Linked DNA regions of Ovis aries: region 1 is linked to region 2. Evidence: chromatin contacts called from public Hi-C data. All regions are on one chromosome and are shown on one strand. Each heading gives the region's core, a stretch centred on a gene start, on an enhancer-like site or on the middle of the called end of the contact. The rest is flanking DNA. Distances are from core to core; before and after follow the strand shown.

Region 1 (5,842 bases), core at 2,899-5,398, 270 kb before region 2:
CAGGCATCCAGAGATGCCTTCAGCACTGATTATATCAGAACACCAGCTCCATCCAAGAGGACTGTAACGACACCAGACACCACCGCCACAGGAGAGGGCTCTGACATTACCAGACTTCAGCTCCACAGGAGAGGGCTCTGATGTCACCAGACACCAGCTCCAGAGGAGAGGGCTCTGACATCACCAGACACCAGCTCCACAGGAGAGGGCTCTGACGTCACCAGACACCAGCTCCACAGGAGAGGACTCTGACATCACCAGACACCAGCTCCAGAGGAGACGACTCTGATGTCACCAGACACCAGCTCCATGGGAGAGGGCTGACATCACCAGACGCCAGCTCCACAGGTGAGGGCTCTGATGTCACCAGACACCAGTCCCACAGGAGAGGACTCCGACGTCACCAGACACCAGCTCCATCCGAGAGGACTGTGACATCACCAGACACCACCTCTGTAGGAGAGGATTCTGACATCACCAGACACCAGCTCCACGGGAGAGGGCTCTGACATCACCAGACACTAGCCTCATGGGAGAGAACTGTGATGTCACCAGACACTTGTTCCACAGGAGAGAACTCTGATGTCACCAGACACCAGCTCCACAGGAGAGGGCTCTGACGTCACCAGTCACCACCTCAGTAGAAAAGGACTCTGACATCACCACACCAGCTCTGTAGGACAGGACTTCAACAGAAATGTCAACTTAGCTGGGGAACCTGGTACATCTGGTGTTTCTTTAACAGCTTCACAGTATTCTTCATATTCTGGCCTAAGATATACGCACAGTTACATAGCAATAATTCCTGATGATCAGTAAAGGCAGAAAACAAAGGGCACCTCACAGGCACAGTGAAGAATCCCACCTTGGACTGAGCACAAACATGAACGACACCGCCAAGCCCTGAAGACACCCTGGACTCGCCAGCCGAGCGCCTCCTCCCCGGCACTGGACAGGCAGAGGGTCGGTGGAGTTACATGGCGTCCCTGAAGCCAACAACCTCCTGCAAAGACGTGACCCTGCCCCAGCAGGTCCCTGCTCTCAAGCACACGAAGAAAACACCTCAGAGGCAGGATCAGTCTCCTGAGGGCTGAAGGTCCTCCGTGTATGCCTATTCTATGTGTCACGAACAGAGAAAACAAAGATCAGGGGGTTAAAAACTACCAGGAGGAAAACTGCAACTCAGCATCAGGAAGAACCTCCCCACACAACCCTCCACAGCTGAAAGGCACTGCTTCAGGAGACGGTGAAGTAACATCCCGGCCAGGCCAGCACAGTGGCGGCAGGTCTACTGACAGGAGCCCAGGGAGGAGATGACTTTCAGGAGACAAAAGTAAGGCTCTGAGACCTGCACCACCTGCCTCCCAAAGCCAACTGCAGAGGGGCTGGGCTTTCGAAGCACCTCAACAGATTTCTTATCCCGCAATCTGGAAGTTACTCAAAGCATTGTTCCCAAGGCCCAGGAAGGTCATGATGGACCCCACGTCCAGGAGGAAGCCCTCAGCTTCTGCACAGAGGGCTGCAGAAGGACAATGTCCCACCTTCCTGGCTTAGTGTCCGCGTCTCCTCAGAGCCAGAGTGCACATGTGTCTGCTGCTGCCTCGCTGCACTCACGGCCTGAAGCGCGTCCAGCCGCTGTTTCTCGCCGAAGGCTGCAGAGCCCACCACCAGCTCTTCAGCCTCTGACAGGAGGCCCAGAGGAAGTAGCACTCGCTGCAGGTGAAGTTCTGCTAAGGATCTATACTCTGGAAGGCCCTGGTTGTCAGGGTCTTGAAGCCAAGCACGGACTCCATCCAGCACGGCTCCAGGCTCTTGCATTTTGCTGTATAAAAGAACGCTGCAGCCCCAAATAATCCAATCCCAGAAAAAGAGTGGTCAATGCTTCACGGTTTAACTTCTCATAACCACTAAACTCCTCCTACCCAGCCCCTCCTTTGTGCCCTCAAGTCCTTCCCTAAGGGACACTGACACGGTAAGAATCAGGAGTTCTTAGAAGCAGCAAGCAACTCTCAGCTCTGGCACCCCCCACTTCTGTCACCCCACTTCATGTCTCCCATCCCTTCCTCTTTTCCCTATCCCACTCCTAAATTCCTTCTTCTTCATCTTTTCATGCATATGTTTTGAGTCTGGAGGGCGCCAGGGGGACAGGGGATGGGGGAAAGGGAAAGAATTAGATTTAAAGGGAATGGTATGGAAAGAAAAAGAGGAGATATGAGAACTGAAGGGGTGTGCTGTGCTTAGTCGCTCAGCCATGTCGGACTCTGTGTGACCTCATGGACTGTAGCCCGCCAGGCTCCTCTGTCCATGGGGATTCTCCAAGCAAGAACACTGGAGTGGGTGGCCATGCCCTCCTCCAGGGGATCTTCCCAATCCAGGGATCAAACCCAGGTCTCGCGCATTGCAGGCAGATTCTTTACTGTCTGAGCCACCAGGTGAGCTGAAGAATACTGGAGTGAGTTGCCTATCCCTTCTCCAGCGGATCTTCCCGACCCAGGGGAAAACCCTCTTGCTCCTGCGCTGACTCAGTGGGGAAGCAGTAAGGACCTAAGGACCTACCACAGTTCCAGGACTTTGGGGGGCAGCCTCTCAGGAGCCTGGTAATATTGAAGAACCCAGGACAGGACTTCCCGCCACCGATCCATTTCTGCCAGGGCCTGGATGCCCACAACACACAGAGAGCATTTCACCTCCAAGGAGCTGTCAGCAAAAAAGCCAATTTGAGTTCAGAAGTGGTTCCCCTGCACTGCCATTCCCACCTTTAGCCTGGGACTGTTCTTTACCAGCTCCCAAGTCAGTAACCATTACCTCTCACCTCCCCCCATCCCCAGTATTCAAGAGGGCCTCACAATTATGACCCCTCTCATGAGCCCCAGCAAGAGAAAACTGCTCTTTGCCCAGGAGCTAAACGTTTCTATAAATCTAAAGGCCAATCAGCTGCTGACCAGCACATGTCTCTGTATCCAGGTAAAGTCAGGGTTAACCAACAGGAAGCGTTCATTTACTCCCAAGGGGAAAAGAACAGCTGCAGTACAGATGTGGGTGGAAAGAGGACCAGCCCTAAGAGTTCGCTTAGTGAAGAAAGGGCAGAAGCAGTCTCCGCCAGAGCGCAGCATCAGAATCACACCCTCAGCCTTTATAGCACTCAGTCTTCACCGACCCCCAAACACTCAGCGAAGGCTCCCCAGTTCATCCTTCTCTGGGGCCAGCTTTGACCAGTCTACCCACGCCCTCCCTAGTGCGACCTAATCCAATGAGCAACGCAGGACCAAGATTTCAATTCTTTGATCCAGTCCTACAAGAGGACCGGAACACGACTCCTGCTCTGAACCCCAACCCGAGGAGTGAGGGGGACTACTTCGGGGAGGGGTGGAAGGAGAGGACGTCTGCCACCAGCTTACTGCAGTAATTTAACACATCAATTCTATCTTCCCATTAGACCACTCTACCCTGGTATAGGGAGAAAGAATTGATCGTGGGGTCCCACTAAACCCCGTTCACGTCTTGACGGTTTCCTCCCCGGAGAACCAGCACAAGGTGAGTCCCTGCCTCGCGGAAAAGCATCGCGAGGAAAACAAGGCATAAGGATCACACAAGCAACCACACTGCCGGAGTGCTGGCGTTTGGAGGCCTCCCACTGTCCCCGGAGGCGAACCGAGCCCCTGACGTACGCGCCCGCCGGCTCCTCCGCCAGGCCCTGCCAGGCGCGTTCGCAGGTGCGCAGCGCCGCGCCGAAGTCCAGGTGCACCACCAGGAGGTCGGCCGCCTCCTCCAGCAGAAGCGCGGCCGCCGAAGGGGCCGGGACGGCACGCACCGGCTCGCTGCTCCGCAGGGCGCCCCCGAGCGCCCTCAGCGGGGCTGCGGAGGTCGCGGGGTCACTCTTCATGAGTGCGCGCCAGGACGCAGCCCTCTAGGGGCGCGGGGTGTGCGGTGCAGTCTGGGGAGGAGGAAGGGGTGGTCCTCACAGGCTGCTCTGGCACGGGACAGCCTGGCGCCCTCGGATTTGTGCAGCACTGAGTCCCTGGGCACCCGGTCCCACGACAAGGACTGGGACCCCGGCTGGAGTATGGCCGCCCGTGGTCTCAGGTGCAGGGCCGCCGCCGCGGGGTCGGGGACACAGGGGCCGACATCTTGCCTGCGCGCGCAGGCCCGGCCGACGCTCGGTGCCCGGAGGCGCAGGGCATTCTGGGAGGTGTAGTTCCGCTCCTGGAGCTGTCGTCCTCCCGGGCAGGCGAGGGACTTCGGACTACAAGCCCCGGCAGGCCGTGCCCCGGAAGTTGTTGCGGCGAGAGGAAGCTCGCCGACGGAAGGCGTGGACCCGGGTACGAGTGGAGGCGTGGGCCTCCGGCACCTGCGCCCCAGGTCTCCAGGATGCAGCCCCGTCAGCGGCCAGTAAAGGCAGTCCGTGTGCCGCCTCCGTCGGACCCCCGTCGTGCTCACGGTCAGTCCACAGTGGGACTCCAAACCTCTTGCCAAATAGAGATCTCGTGAAAAACAGCCGTACGGTGTGTGATGCAGTTTGCAATAAAGCCCTGGCACAGAGCACGTATTCCTTACGTTATGGCTGTAATAGTAATTATTAAGTGGTTGTACGCAGACACAAGTTACGTTTATTACTGTGCTTCACTCAGGGTTTTCGGGGCTTCTTAAGTTTGTACTAAACCCTAGGTTTCCCAGTTCCTATCCTGAGGGCTCCTGAAGCGACTCCTCTTTGATTACACGAGTCAGGCCAGGCGCAAAGTCAGCACCTGATCGCGCCAGCGTCGCCTTCTCTGGTCACCAGCCTGGGCCCTCATCTCTACATAAAGTCCTCCCTGAAGGCTGAGGCAGAAGCATCAGATCCGTCAGACTCTGCGGATGAGGAGTATGGAGCCATAACCATATAAGGCCATAAAGCCAGGCCTTCACTCACTCCGCATATACCTAGCACCCTGTAAGTGCCAGGCCTTCTTCTAAAGGCTGAAGATACCACGTGAACACAGGAGACAAATATCTGCCTCTGTGGAGCTTCCATATAGTGAAAGGAAGCAAAATTAAAAATAAGTAGTATGTCAGATGGTGATAAATACTAAGGACAAATAAACAAAATAGAGAGGAGAACTTGAGAGTGACAACGCTGATGACACCTAACTTTGTTTTCTAATGGTAAATCCGGGGCTGGAGAAGAGCAGAGAGAACCTGGCCCTGTGCTCAGACTGGCCTCTGTTGGTGGGTTCACTGCCCTTGGGACCAACATGTACTTAGTGTCTGCCCTAAATCCCTCTTCATCTCCAGGCAGTATTTGTTCCCATGTAGCAAAATCCAGAGGCAAGCAGGTTTCTGGGAGGTGTGGATCGGTTCAAGGCTGAAGTTACCAGGATGTGTTATCAGTTATGCCTGGGGTCTCACAGCAGATAATGAAGATCAGTAGAAATAACATAATTATTGGACTTAAAACAACCAACCAAACAAACAAAAAAAAACCTGTTTCTTAGAGCTGGTTTTAGACGTCATTCCTGTAAAATCAGGGAAGCAGTAGTAGCATCAGGAAACAGATGTGATCAGGCCTGGGCGAGTTGGGACTAGCACAGTCAAGCCTTGGCCTCAGGAGTGCCTCCTGAAAAAGGTCCTTTTCTTAATCCCTAAGGAGAAGGCTCTTGCTATGCCCAGGCATCTCCAGGAGACGGCAGCACAGCCTTAAAAGAAGCTGACCTGCCAGCAGGTAGGTCTGTGGCTGCCAGAATGAGGTCAAGATATTTAAGGAAGTGGAAGCTTGCAAAAAATAATATAAAAATAGGATTGTGTTCTGTTTCCGTGTTTCATCCGATCTTTGTGCGGGGCCGCACAGTGGTCTTTCATCACATAA
Region 2 (5,835 bases), core at 741-3,240:
AATATGCATAAAAGGGAGATGTAACTGTCAGCTTCTCTGCTCCACTCCTAAGTATATGACAGAGAAAAGAAAACATACACTCTCCTGGCAAAAAAAAAGTTCACATGAATGGTCACAGCAGCAGCATGTAACGGTCAAAACAGTGGAAATAACTGCCCATTAACTGGTGAATCTGTAAAATGTGGTCTATTCATACGCTGCAACATTATGTGGCCATAAAAAGGAATGAACTGCCAATACCTGCTACAACAGGAAATGAAAAAAGCTAGTCACAAAACCCCACATATTGTATACTTCTGTTCCTATGAAATATCCAGAATTGGCAGACCTACAGAGACAGAAGGTAAAACAGATCTGCCTGGGCAGGAGAGTGTGGGGATAAAGAATGACTGCTACCGGGCACAGAGTTTCTTTCGCAGCTGTTGAAAACTGCAATGACAGTTCTACAGTCCATAACTATACACGTGCACGGCTTGATGGTACCTCAATAAAGCTGTTTAAAGAAAAAAATCAGCTACGCTGAAGATAACCCCCTCCTTTGAACCCTGTTAATACGTATTAATTAGTAACTCCTGGTGAACACTCATGTGGAATAAGATATGTGTCAAAATCAAGTTTGAAAAACCACGATAAAAAAGCAGGACGGCAGGACCACAGTTAAAACTTGTTTTGCATGTCTAAAATGTTTCAGAAAAGAAACATATTCCTAAAACAATCATTATTGCAAATCACCTGTCCTAAAAGCTTAGCCGAATAAGATACAGAGTAAATATTGAGTAACTGATGTGGTAATCAGCACCTTTTCTCTACAAAACAGGTTGGACTCAACCACATGTATCTTTCAACAGAACTCAGCTACAGGGATACAGGACGGCATAAGTAAATTCATCATTTGGGAAAGAAAAAAACAAAAAAAACAAAAAAACCCTGAGAATGGTACCTAACCAATTGGAGTAAAAGGATTTCAAAGTCCCTAACGGTCTATTATCAAGCGAAGCAAATTCCACAAAGGTTTAAATATTTGCAATTTACGGTGTTTTAAGTTTACCCAGCTGCATATGTGAGGTATCAACAGTTCACTATCAACAGAAACACTTGCTTAGTTTTCTGGGTGACTGAAGGAAAAAAAAAAAGAAGGTACTAGAAGGGTGTGGCAACTCATCCAAGGTCACACAACAAGTCAGGGCATAGACCAGCATTCTGGTTTGGACCAAACCTCCCGGGGAAATCGCGCTGACAGTTTCGCAGGACTTGTTTGTTTTGCTCCAAGTAGTAAAGAAAAAAATTAAAAAAGGAAGCAGGGAGGGGACCGTCTGTTTCGCTTAAAACTTGCAGAGACAGCTAGCTGGCCCCGCGAGGAACGGCGCTCGTGCTGGCAGCGGGCAAACTCCGCAGGGCGGCGGCCAGGGCCCAGGACCTGCGGGCAAGCCTAGGCCTAGAAAGTTCGAGCACGAAGGAAAAACACTCAGGGACGCCCTGGGATGGTGGGAGAAAGACCAAAGGGAGAGACCACCTAGAGAGAACCGTGTGTCTCCACGGGTGGGAAAACCGAACATGTGAAATAATAATAACAGCAAATGACAGCGGCGTCGGAGCCGCCGGGAGAGGGACCGGGAACCTCAGGGAGAAGCCGCGACCCGGCTAGCGGGCGGGAGCCAAGACTCGAGCCCCGCGCACGCACCCCTCGCCCGAGGCCCACCCTCGCCCAAGCAAGTCTGCGGGGCAGCGGGTTGGCCTCGCGCCCTCAGCTTCTCACTCCGTCTCCCGCGTCGGCCTTCGGACACCTCCGGCGGCGCTGGGAGAGGGCCCGGCGCGGCCTGCCCGCGACCCTACTCCCCTCACCTGGCTCAGGCCCCTGCAACCCGAAGAAGTGAAAGAGGCGGCGGCAGGTGCTGCACACACGAACCCGCGGTTGCGGCGGCGGCGGCGGCGGCTCCGACCCGCTGCCCTAATCTACCGCCGCCGCCATGTTGGCGGGTGAGGTCACCCCGGCGTGCTTCCGTCACCGCCGGCGTTGGGGCGGGGCGCGGGCGCGCCGCAAGGGGGCGGATCCGCCCTCCGGAGCGGAAGTCTGGACCACAGAGGTTTGGTGGTGAAGGCCCACCCGCTTTCTCGCAGACGTGACCCGGAAGGACCACCCTCTCCTGGCCTACTCTCCACTTGGAGAGCAGCTCTATGGTTCCGCTGCCGGCGGCGGCCGCGGGCTGCTGAGAAGGAGGCGGCCTGGGATGGGCCCACCGTCGTGGGTGCGGAGGCGGGCAAAGCCTGCGGGAACAGCTGCAGGCGCAGCGTGTGTGTAGGCGAGCCGGCTGACGGAGCGTCGGGTCCTGGGAACACCGGCCAGCAGCACTGGGGATCTGGGTTTCGAGGGTGCGGAGCGGATGCGGGGCAGTGGGGGCGGCTCAGCGCCGCAAGGAAGGCGCGCTTTAGCACCAGCCCCGCGAGGGAATCTAAGGGAGCCACGGTGTCTGCATGCCTGACGGCCCGGAGGAGGGGCCGAAGAATAGAAGGCCTTTGGGCAGTGTCCCTGCTAGTGGGGTCAGCGGGTTCTTTCTAGGGCGATGAAGATGTCTTTCGGTTGATTGTGCTGGTGGTTGAGCAGCTCTGGATACTCTTGAAGCCATTTAATTGTATTCAGTTGTAGACTTCAAGAAGATGAAGTGTATGTGAAGTATATATCTCAGTAAAGTTGTGAAAAAAGAAGTGATGAAAACCTGAATTGATGGGAGGGTGAGTCGCGGAATCCGAAAGAGGGTTGGAGTTAGTGTCCTAGGAGGCTTTGGGCCGGCGTGATTGAGGACTCGGGTGGTGCCTTGGCAGTGAAATCGGATAGGTTTGCCCTGAGTCGAAGAAGCAAGACCTAAAAATGTATACATACTTTGTGATTCCATTTAGATGAATTTCAGGAACAGGCAGAATTAACCAGTGGTTAATTGATTAAAAAGAAATCATCACTGTTGCCTCAGAGTGTGGGATTGACTAGAAAAGAGCTTTCACTAGGGTGATGAAAAGAGTCTTTTTAGTATAGTGGTCACACAGGTGTCAGGACGCATCTAATTGTACTTCATAAGTCTATGTGAGGAAGGAGATAGATGGGCTCCAGGTTGACGTTTACAACGGCCTCCTATTTGCATTTCATGAGGCAGGCAGAAGTGGGCTTCAGATTACATACTTAAAACTAGTCTCCTGTTTGTCTTCCCTGAGACAAGAGATAGGTGGGCTCCAGTTGAGGAATTTACAATCAGCCTCCTGTTTGCCCTCCAAAATGGAAGTAACAACAGTCATAGCAATAATCAGGGTAATAATATGGCAAGGACAAAGAAGGTCAAAACCCTGTTTCAGTAAAAGATTAAGAGATCTCTGCCCCTCCTGTATTTTGGGGACAAGTGATACACCAGAAAGGCTCCTTGGGGTAAAAAGTCAAGGGATAATTCTAGGCCATAATGAGTCTTGCTTCTCCCAGAAGCCTTCACTTTGAGATCAGTCTTGCCCAAGGTGTGCGTGCGAACCCCAGGGGAGGGTCCAGAAACAAATCAACCTGAGGGGACAAACGAGATGATCAGCCTGAGGGAAGACAAAGACCCAGAAAACTGCCACCTTATAAAGGATTTAAGCTTAACCAAAGACATGTCATTCTCTCTCTGAGTTCCCCTGTGTGCCTTTCCCTGTGTACTTTTCTTTTCAATAAACTTTTTACCTTCCTCGCCTGAATTCATTCTTAACTAGTTAGTTAGTCCCTGTTTTCCAGTGGTTAGGACCTTTGTTTCTGCTCGCTGCTGCTTACTGCTCCTGTGTCCGAAATCATATGCAGTTCATTCTATGTAAATTTTAAAAAGTCATGTAAAATAATTCTGTGTAGTAGGTTGCCAATTTGATATATGGTAAGGTAAATTTTGGACTGTTTTCAGCTCTAGGGTTTGTTTTCACCCCTTTTCTAAAAAGTTTTTGAATGTATACAAGGATAGCACATAGGCCAATGGAATTGAAAGGTCAGAATGGTCTTTCATTGCTTTGCAGCAGAGACCAGTGGGGGAAGGGATAGTCTTTTCAGCAAACAGTGGTAAAATAATGTCATTCTTTTACAGAAATTACTTTAATCACAAGCAGTTCATGATTTTCAGAGGTTTTGGGGTTTTTTCCCAACAGATTTTAAGTGACACAGAGTCCTAGACTGTAGCCTGATGTGATTATAAAATCTAAACTCTAATTACATTCACTTTATTTATTCTTGTTCATCAGTTTATTGAATGCCTACTATTATCAGGCCATGGCGTGTGCTGGATGCCAGGAAAAACCATGACATTGTCTCTGTTGTGAAGCTGACACTTTTGTTGAAAAACCAGATAAAAACATAGAAATAAAAGGGGGGGGAGCTTATAATTGTGGTGTATCCTGAAGTAAACAAGGGACAGGAGTAGAAAAGTATGGGGAGAGGGTGTTGATGGAAAGCTCTCTCTAAGAAGGGGATGTTTTGAGACCTGAAGACTGATAAACAAGCCAAGGGGCAAGTGCAGGAAAAGATTTTCTCAGGTGAAAAGCTTGAGAACAAACCAGTAAAGCTCTGAACTGATGAGAAGGGAAGAGGAGTGATAAGATCAGTGAAGAGGCAGGGCGGGTTCAGGCAGCTCCCCAAGAGCACATGGGAGCCACAGGAGGTTATAAATTGGGGAGTGGTTACAGGTCATTACTTTGTGCCATGCGGATGACTGGTTGGAAGGGGCGCAAAAATGTAAGCACCTAAGTTAGACTTTCACTACTTTCTGCCATCATTTTTTTCTTTTTAAAGTTAATTCCTCAACATTCAAAGACAGATGACCTTAGTTTCTGTGTGTGTGTGTCCTCCCCAGCAGACAAACTGAAGTCTGTCTATTCTGGTGACTCAATTTACAGATAAACCATAGACTGAGGCCTTAGCTTGGGAGCAGGTTAGACAAGGAGCATATCAACCATCTCTAAGTGACTAACCTGAAAGGAATTTAGGTCAGCAATTTGGGTGAAGCCATAAGGTAAAGAACCCACCTGTCAATGCAGGAGACAAAAGAGACGTGGGTTCAACCCCTGGGTCGGGAAGATCCCCTGGAGGAGGAAATGACAATCCACTCCAGTATTCTTGCCTGGAAAATGCCATGGGCAGAGGAGCCTGGCAAGCTACAGTCCATAGGACCACAAAGAATCAGACAAGACAGCACATAAATAAATAGGCTTATCTGGGAATGGGATTTTTGGAATTTGTCTGAAAAGCTGTTTTAATAAAACTTCTTCATAAGACCTAAGCTAATATAGGAGGAAATTGGATTTGGAAAACCACCAACTAGTTAATTTTGGTGTGTTACTCCTAGTAACTTTCACTTCTGCTTCACTCTGTGAACTTAACCTGGTTCTTATGGGGAGGGGGGGAGGTGCACAAAACGGAATGTTAAGTGTATCTGTATCTTTTATTTACAAAGAGAAGCCCTAAGGCAAATGTGACAAATGCTGATTCTCAACTGGATGGTGGTACATGTACATTTGAATTATTCTTTGTACTTTTCTGTATTTTTTAATGTCTTAGAATAATAATAAATCATAAAAATCAGCACACTGTTTTCCAGAAATCAAAAGCACACTTATCTGGATAGTGCCACATCTGTCCCAGACATTAATTTCATACGCAATTAGACATGTACTTAGGAAATGGCAACCCACTCCAGTGTTCTTGCCTAGAGAATCCCAGGGACAGAGGAGCCTGGTGGGCTGCCCTCCATGGGGTTGCACAAGGTCAGACACGACTGAAGCGACAGCAGCAGCAGTAGCAGGGGGTTTTTTGGTGTGGGTTTTTTTTTTTTTTAATATTTA

What was found. A called contact is a pair of places that touch in the nucleus more often than the background predicts.
Region 1: a Hi-C map of muscle shows a contact between it and region 2, with 2.8 times the contacts expected there. The contact joins the promoter of PEX26 here to the promoter of BCL2L13 in region 2. A contact is called at or near these places in 6 of 16 Hi-C or Micro-C datasets (hypothalamus, liver, muscle and 2 more).

The regions. Positions count from the first base shown.
Region 1 is chr3:215,187,970-215,193,811 of ARS-UI_Ramb_v3.0, reverse strand. It overlaps PEX26 (peroxisomal biogenesis factor 26), which reads right to left and starts at 4,148. Exons shown (of 5, transcript XM_027968078.3): 1 at 3,669-4,148; 2 at 2,557-2,697; 3 at 1,542-1,837. The coding sequence starts at 3,883. LOC105614866 (a long non-coding RNA gene) reads left to right here and starts at 4,300. Exons shown (of 2, transcript XR_009600299.1): 1 at 4,300-4,438.
Region 2 is chr3:214,913,481-214,919,315 of ARS-UI_Ramb_v3.0, reverse strand. BCL2L13 (BCL2 like 13) reads right to left here and starts at 1,990. Exons shown (of 7, transcript XM_060413539.1): 1 at 1,843-1,990.